Regions from separate parts of the Mus musculus genome. Here region 1 is linked to region 2. A link is a contact called in public HiChIP or PLAC-seq data. All regions are on one chromosome and are shown on one strand. The core of a region is the stretch at or near the end of the contact, and the rest is flanking DNA. Distances in the headings are between cores, read along the strand shown.

Region 1 (4,237 bases), core at 55-2,554, 180 kb before region 2:
TCAACCCCTCCCCCCAACCAACAAGTGAGGGTGTCTATTAATTGCCTAAGTGTGCCTATCTGTTATGAGGTCAGGGAAGACAAAGACGTAGCTCAGATTTGTATCCACAGCATATGTAGCCTAGTTCTAATTTTAGTGTCTTTTCGTTTAAATTGTGATTCCCTTATGAAACAATGAATAGGAGTGCTTTCTTTTAAATCCACTCTAATCAAGATAAGGAAATGAACATTCCCCACCCCAAGAAATGTTCAGGAAGAACTCGGGATTTCCAGCTGCTACTGGCAGCTGCTTTGGGACTGTCAAGTCACTCAGCAACTGGCCAGAGACTAGTTCCTGTAAACTGGGGGTTTGTTTGCTTGATGAGACAAGGTCACAAGGTCTCAAGTAGCCCATGCTGTCCTCAAGCACTCACCTCTGCTATACCTCCCACCCACTCCACCCCCACTCTTGTGTAGAACCTCTGGCCTCCACCTCCAAAGTGCTGGGGACTGTAGGCATGTATAACCACATTAGGTTTGTTTATACGGTGCTTGCTAGACAAGCACTCTACCAACTGAGCTATGTTTCTGGCTTTTCATTTAGAAAAACAACACAACACACAACAAGTATCACACCAGTCCATTGTTAATGGGCCATGGCTTCCAAGACCTTGTTGATGATATATGAGAACCGTTTTTAGAGAGCCTTTTCCTTCCAGGGCAACCGCCATGTTTACCCTAAAGATCTATTGTAAAATTACGCATTGTTTATTCTTCTAAAGGAGGCACAGGCTGTGTCATTGTTCTTGGGTTGGAGAGTAATTTAAATAAGCCCCCTGGTTTCTGTTGCCTACAAGGAGGCTTAGCCAGATCTAATCTTTTCTAAACCTGTTCTGTTCTTGGGCTCAGCAGAACGTCCTAATTGTCAACATTAATCCCCCCTCCCTTTTGTGGTCTACTCTGTCAATAGACTATTGAGTGTTCGGGTAAATTACAGCCCGCCCAGCAGCCAGCAAGAGGACACAGAAGTTAAATCGTTGGCCTGCCTGTGCCTACTCATTCTTAATATCTGTGAAATAGCTGTTAAGCTGGGAGGGAGGGGGGTGAAATGATGCGTGTGGTATATCCGTCTCAGATTTCTGTACTGTACAATCAGGTATGTGGGGGTTTCTTTTTCTAGGCAACAGGTGTGTTTTTGGAACAAAGTTCGACACCCTTCCCTCCCTCCTCTCCCCCCCAACCCCCACTTTTTGGCTTGCAACAGAGGTGGCAGCTGCAGGCTTAACTCCAATGACACAGGGCTCTGGGAGGGCACAGACCTAAACTGCTTGTTCACTTTATTAAAGCGACAGGCAGATGGATGCTGGGTGTCTGTGCTTTTCTTTGTGTTACAGAGTCAGGGACTGCGTTTTCAGATGGCGAGCCTCTCTCTCTTTTATTGCTCTCTTTCCCTATATTTTCTTGTCTTTCCTCTCCTCCTTTCTTTTCTCTCTCTTGCTTTCTCCCTTCCTCTTTTTTTTTTCTTTTCCCTCTGGATCCCTCCTCCTCTTTTGTTCCGTTTCAGATTTCAGTTTTCCTTCTCTTAACACAAACACGACACGTGTAAATCATTCCGTATTCGTTATCGAGAACATATTTTCATTAGAGTCGCACTGCTTATAAGCTGACAAGTGAGGAGGGAAAAGCATTTCATTTAAATCCAAATACATCTATACCTCTCTTTATTCTAAAAGGAATGTAAAGGAGCTCTTTACTATGCAAACAGAAGGCTCTGCACTAGGGTGTACATTTTTGGAAAAACTCTAAGCTCCCATACTTATTTCTAAGCCTTGTTGTTCTCTGGTTAGAGCTTCTATCTAGGGTTTTGTGAGATGTTAGTAGTCAGAGTTCTGTCCTACCCCAGAAACGTACTGTCAACATCAACTGAAGGTCACAGATCTGGAATCACTGTGAGAGCATCATGCAAGAATGTCTTCTTCACATTGGGGTACCACTCCTTTATGTATTTAGCTTTCAGGTAAACTGTGTATGGTAAATATGAGAAATTCAACACGAGTTTGCTGTATGTGAACTTTCAGAGAGAAAAAGACAACCAGAACTAAAAGGGTCAGTGAGTGTTTCAAGAGAAGTATTTAATAACAGTGGAGGACATCTTTGGCAGACGAGTACCCTGTGATGTGATTGGTTGACCAGTTATTTAATTGCAGTCTTGGATCCACTGGGATGGAAAGTCACCAGATCCCTTTGTGAGACCACTGCTGGGTGTCGAATATGCTATCAACAGAGACGGAGCAAAGATGGAACCCTTTCCAATTATCTTCTAACCTCAAACAACTTTATCCAAGCATCAGATTTTCTGTAAACCTACGCTGAAACTGTCTTTTCCAGGATGTAAATAATGACTAACTGCCGGGGTAGAAATCTGTCGGTAGCTAGCAGACCAGAGTACACATCCTTCAAGATCTATTTCAATCCAGAAATTCCCAGATTCTATACTTTTCCCTTTCTCCCAGATTTAACGGAAAAGAAGTTATGAGAAGATAAGACATAAGAAAATTTGCATCTCTCTCATTCTCTCTCTCTCTCTCTCTGTCTGTTGGTCAGTCTTGAATCGAGAATGGGGATCACGAGGGATAGAAGAGATATTAAGATTGAGAAGAGATGGCAATGTAATATTTGTGACACGAAAGAAGAAAGTAGGGACGGTCGGAGGAAGGGAGCCAGCCAGAGAGGACAGGGGTCATGGAGGAGGACATCAGGGAAGGGGGACAAAGAAGAACACAGTCTAGTGGTGCAGGGGGATAGAAATGTCACCATGAGGAATGTACTCTGCATGATTATGTAAAATCACATGAAGAAAATGGGTCGTCGAGATTGCTCAGCCAGGAAAGAGTTGGCCCCACCAAGGGCATGTTTGATCCTTAGCACCCGTGTAAGAAGCCAGCCATGGTACACAGCTGTGATCCCAGTGCTGGGGAAGGTAGAGACAGGATGATCTCTGAGGCTCACTAGCTGGCCATCCATCCTAGCCACTCAGTGAGTATCAGGCCCCGGTGAGGGACCCTGCTTTACACACACGGTGGATTTCACCCAAAGAAAGACATCTGGGGTCGACTCTTACATGCTTGCACACACACACCTTCATGTGTAGCCACACACTTACAAACATCCACACACACAGTAATATACCAGCAAAAACCACACTACCATCTTAACCATCTTTATGTAAACACTCGTGTTGTCGTGAGACTTCTGGGTTTTGTTGTCGTAGAGCTGAGGCTTCACAGATACTCAACGAGATTTCTCATTGCCTCCCACTCCTGCCTCTGGTGATTGCTATTCTCGGTCTCTATGAATTTTGCATCTTTAGATGTGTCACATAGGAGAAGTCACAAAATGCACGCACCCCTGTCCGTGTCAGTTTTATTTTCCTTAGCACAGTGTCAGACAACACATTTCCTCGATGCATTTGTCTGTCTGTAGATGCTCCAGTTGCTTCTACCTCTTGGCTGCCGAGACTCATGCTGTTCAGAATACCACTCTGAAAGTCTGTCCTCATTGCTTTTGGGTGCATGTTGGGGTGTGTGACCTCATGTTTACAATGCTGTCATTGTTCCTGTACCTGCCAAGCCATTTTCTCTTACAGATGCACCATTTTACATGCCTGCCAACAGAATGCCACGCCCAAGCCAACACTCTCCATTTTCTGGGGTTTTCTGATGATATTTGCATCCTAACCGGTGTTCAGTAATAGCCTCAGTCTCACCCTGAGGAAGAATGGTGCTGCCTGGTGCCAGAGTCAATTCTGTTGGAGGGTCTTCCTTAGAGTGAAGGGAATTGACCCTAATCCCTCTGTTGGGTGCCCTGGTAGCTTCCTGACACACCAAGGACACAATCAAGTCCTCTGCAGTGACCAGCGGGTCCTATCCAGCTCTAGTTCCAAGCTACCGCACTTCCTAACTCACCTCTCCAGTGGCCTTCTGCTCTGCTGAGAACAGCTGGTTCACAACCTCTGGGCCTTTGCTCTAACCCTGCCTGTCTCTCTCATCTCTGAGGCAACCAGGTCTTGAGGAACCAGTATTAGCATTGGAATACAAACAGTACCAGGCAGACCCATTAGGAAGATCTCTGCTCAAAAGTCACCTCCTGCGCTACAGCTCCTACACCAACAGCCCTGATTCTAGCACTCTCCACATCACTGTCTATTTCCTTATTTTTTGGTAGTACCTATAATACTGCAGTTGGTTATGTAGTTATGT
Region 2 (3,768 bases), core at 90-2,589:
TTGGGCTGGATTGGTGAATTGAGGGGTGTGGTGGGGGACAGAGAGAAGGAGAACCTTCTTGGATATTGTAGGATGTTTAGTAGCGTCCATGATTTTTACCAATCACATGACCCATCCTTGCTTGTTCCATTTGTAGAACCCAAAACTGCTATCAGACATGGTCAAACATGCCCTTGGGAACAATGTGCTCCTGATAGCTCTCTGATCTGATAGCTCAGAGAATCAAAGAGCAATAGAGCTGTGTTGCAGGAAAGGATGGTAAAGGATGTCCTTCAGTTTGAGGGAACCTGGTCATTCCGCTTTCTTGAAATTCCCCCCATAACCATTAACATGAACGAATAAGAAATACAGAGAGTGTGCATTCCAGAGCAGACAGCTTGGGTTCAGGCTCCAGGTTTATCACCTGCTGTCTGTAGTTTCCAGAATACTTCGATTCTTAGGCTTTCTTCATCTTAAAGACATGAATATAAAAATAGAAGCTACGCCAATTGGAAGAATCCATGCAAGGTGCTTATCATGGAATTTTATATACAAAACAACAACAACATCAATAGCACACACACACACACAGACAGAGACAGAGAGACATATATAGAGAGAAACAGAGACAGAGAGACAGAGAGCTCTTAAACACATACCAGACCACTTGACACTTTTTAGGAAAAAATACAATGCTGTGCACTTTTGTTAAGGATTTAAGGAGATCCATTGCCTTGGGTGACCTCAGTGGACAGAAACAGAGGCAGGACTAGGAAGTGAACTGCCTCTTAGAGAAGGAGAGGCAGTGTTTACTAAGGAGGCAGAAGAGGAAGGCAGTTCTCCCATGCTGAGAAGTCATGATGAGAGAAGGCACTCCTAGAGGCCAGACACTAATTGTGTTATGCCTAATCTTCCCCCACAGACTTGAGATGGGTGCTATTATTCTTAATTCTAGGATAAAGAAATAGCCACTGACTCGGGGTCAGAGGGACAATAAGTTACTAGGCCAGGAGCCCAGCCCACTGGTAGTCAGATCCCAATCCTCTCCTTGTAGCTGTTCCGTGTAACGGAAAGTGGGTGCCTCACTGGCCTAACTGGCAAGCTGGAGAGAACAGAAATGGCCCATGGAAAGACTGTGGAGAGGCACCAGGCCAGGGAAGATGCTGAGAGGAACCAACAAGAGCTGCTCTTCCAGCCCATGGAAACAGAGATTCCCTGACAGATGCTAACACTAACGGTTACTTTTCCTGCTTTAACTTTGTGTGGGGAAATGAGAAGAGGAAAGAGGCAGATGTGGAACACTCATTAGGAGGAGCTGTGTGGAGAGGAACAGCTTTGTGTGTCTACACTGCTGAATGCTGGCTGCTCTGTGGGAAGCCCTAAGCCAGGCAGGCTGTAGAACCCCTGCCAACTCCAGCCAGCCAGTGCCCAGTTGGCAGAAGTTGGCGGAGGCTCAAAGGAGAAGGGCCAAGGGAAAGCCTTGGCTGGAAAAAAATCACAGTTACCAGAAACAAACACACATGATTGCTCTCAATCTTTCTCCTGTCCCTGCTGGTCCACTTAAGCCGAATTGCCAGGTACACCGGCAAAAGTTGAGTACGGTAGGTACCAAGAAGCAGAGACAGCGCTGGCTTATCAGCAACACAAAGACCCATTTCTCTGATCCCAAGTTCTTTAGAATGGAAAATCTAAGCAGAAGAAAATAAGTGGCCATTGATGTACTCAGGATAAATCTTGTTTAACTGGCAAGGCACACAATGACTCCTGGGCGAGGATGCTTGGAGCGTACTCCTCTCTTCAAAGGCCTCTGGGCCAGCTGGAGGCTACACAAGGGTCCCCACTCAGGCCAGCCAGCAGGGAATTGAAGTAATCTAATTTTAATTGTGTGACAAGAGCATGAAGAATCATTTAAAAAGTCTGTCAGAGGGAAAGATGGCTCCAGTCTGCCAGAAGTCCTTAGATGGAAATAAAGAAACCCACAGGCTCAATGCTAAGTTTGGGTGCTTAAAAAAAAAAGTAAGACACTCAAATAATAAACAGATTGTCTGTGATTGATATCGAGATAGGCTGAGAGAGACACCCCAGCCCTGTTACTTAAGGGTGAAGGCACCGAGCAACTGTCCACTTGGAAACAAGTCTGAATGTTCAGTTGGGCTCAACAGTCTTGTAAAGATAAGAATATTGTTTTCTATTTTTCCTGAAATGGAAAGAGAGTGATTTGTAGATTCTATCCCGAAACAAATGGTTTGTAAATTACTTTCCCCCTGTGCTATCCAGTGATAACTTCACAAATAAGACTTTAAGAAAAGTTCTTAGTTTGGGGTAAACAAGTACGGATTTCTGATATTCCTGTTTAATTTGCTGGTTTAATTTGTGGCTGTTGCTACTTGGGTAAACATAAAAATAAATATCTTTTTGTTTGAAGTAAAGAAGTGCTTTTAAATCATTTATTTATTTCTAGTGCTGGGATTCAAACTTAGGGTCACACATGTGTGAGCCACTTGCCCTACTATGGAGTTATATTGCTGGGTTCTGAGCAGCAGTGTTTTAAAATTCTGGAAGTTTCAAGCCAAGAGACTAGAGTCCTCTTCAATAAGTCAGCCTTGACCATGGGGTCTTTGGGATCAGGTGCTGTTGGGTAGACAGAGAATGTCTATAGAGAGTGGTCAGCATCAACCGAATGAATAAGGCAGCGTCAAAACGTTGTAGGTTTCCAATACAGTGCTCTCTTTCTAAAAGTTTGCATGGAATTCTGTCCAGAGCTCTAGTTTAGGCCCAAAGTAGCAAAATTGACTGAAAATGTTGTCACAGAGTTTCTGAAGGCAGATATTACCCACCAGGTAGGAAGAAAGCTATTCTAAAGAAATGTGTGTTTCTTTGGCTATGAGATATGTCTTTAAAAAAAAAAAAAGGGAATTTTCCAGGTAAAATCATTCTGAGAGAGGGACAAGTCTGGTGCGTGCCAGAGGAGGAGCTGTCTCCAGAATAGAGATTTCACTCAGTTCTGATACCTTGTTAGAACACCTGGCTGGACGCTGTGGAACACAGAGCAAGTGGCTCTGGCTCAATGGTGGACTGGACCACACCTTGACCAGGACTGCTGAGTTCTGCATACCCCTGGACCACTACTGAATCAAAACCTTAATAAGATCTTCAAGATATAATTGGGAGGGAGATGGGGATATCTTGCATCCCCCCACCCCTGTCCCAATATGGCTACATTGAATAACTGTCCCCTTTCTGTTTTTCCATTTATTTATTTATTTATTTATTTATTTATTTATTTATTTATTTATTTGGCTTATTGAGAGAAGGTTGTTGAACCTGCCTTATTGTGGCCATCAGTACCCAGACTCTGACCCTGAACTCTGATAACAAGATCAGTGTGGACAACTTTGCAAACAGATGCAAAAATCCCTCTGGCTTCTGATATTATGGTTCCTCTAACCTTGGAGCTCTCATCGGATGGGACAGGGACCTTTGCCAGTTCATATAAGAAGCCACACACTTCCCTTTCTGATAGTTTATCCATCAGAAAGGATAGCAGATATCCCACCACCCCCACCGCCCCATTCATTCACCCTGCGTCTTGAGCTAGTGGTGTTAAGCTGTGTTAAGATTCAGCAACAAATGATCCTCAAGTGCTTAGTGGCTTAACAGGTCAAAAGTGGGGTTCTCACCCGTGCCACAGCCTAAATCAGGATGCTCTTGGGGGTTGTCATCTAAACGGTGATTTCGGAGTCTGGGCTGGCCTTGATGTCCTGAGATCTGGATGCAGTCTGTATCTCA

The links. HiChIP or PLAC-seq counts read pairs in DNA pulled down with a chosen protein or histone mark.
Region 1: a contact with region 2 is called in an H3K27ac HiChIP or PLAC-seq map of stem cell-derived neural progenitor cells, with 4 times the contacts expected there. The contact joins two enhancer-like sites. A contact is called at or near these places in 3 of 484 Hi-C or Micro-C datasets (the HL-1 cell line, muscle stem cells and nephron progenitors), 4 of 115 datasets of contacts at active chromatin or transcription factors (astrocytes, embryonic stem cells and stem cell-derived neural progenitor cells) and 1 of 9 other capture datasets (embryonic stem cells).

What each region holds. Positions count from the first base shown.
Region 1 is chr13:46,531,293-46,535,529 of GRCm38.p6, reverse strand. All of the region lies in intron 3 of Cap2 (CAP, adenylate cyclase-associated protein, 2 (yeast)), which reads right to left. Among named protein-coding and RNA genes, the nearest start is that of Cap2, 32 kb to the right of the region's middle. Within about 2 kb of position 1,304, at least 56 of the 459 cell types and tissues checked have an H3K27ac peak or open chromatin away from gene starts, as enhancers often do. A contact at or near this core is called in astrocytes, muscle stem cells and stem cell-derived neural progenitor cells, where this site is marked.
Region 2 is chr13:46,347,877-46,351,644 of GRCm38.p6, reverse strand. No RefSeq gene overlaps it. Among named protein-coding and RNA genes, the nearest start is that of Rbm24, 69 kb to the left of the region's middle. Within about 2 kb of position 1,339, at least 30 of the 459 cell types and tissues checked have an H3K27ac peak or open chromatin away from gene starts, as enhancers often do. A contact at or near this core is called in astrocytes, muscle stem cells and stem cell-derived neural progenitor cells, where this site is marked.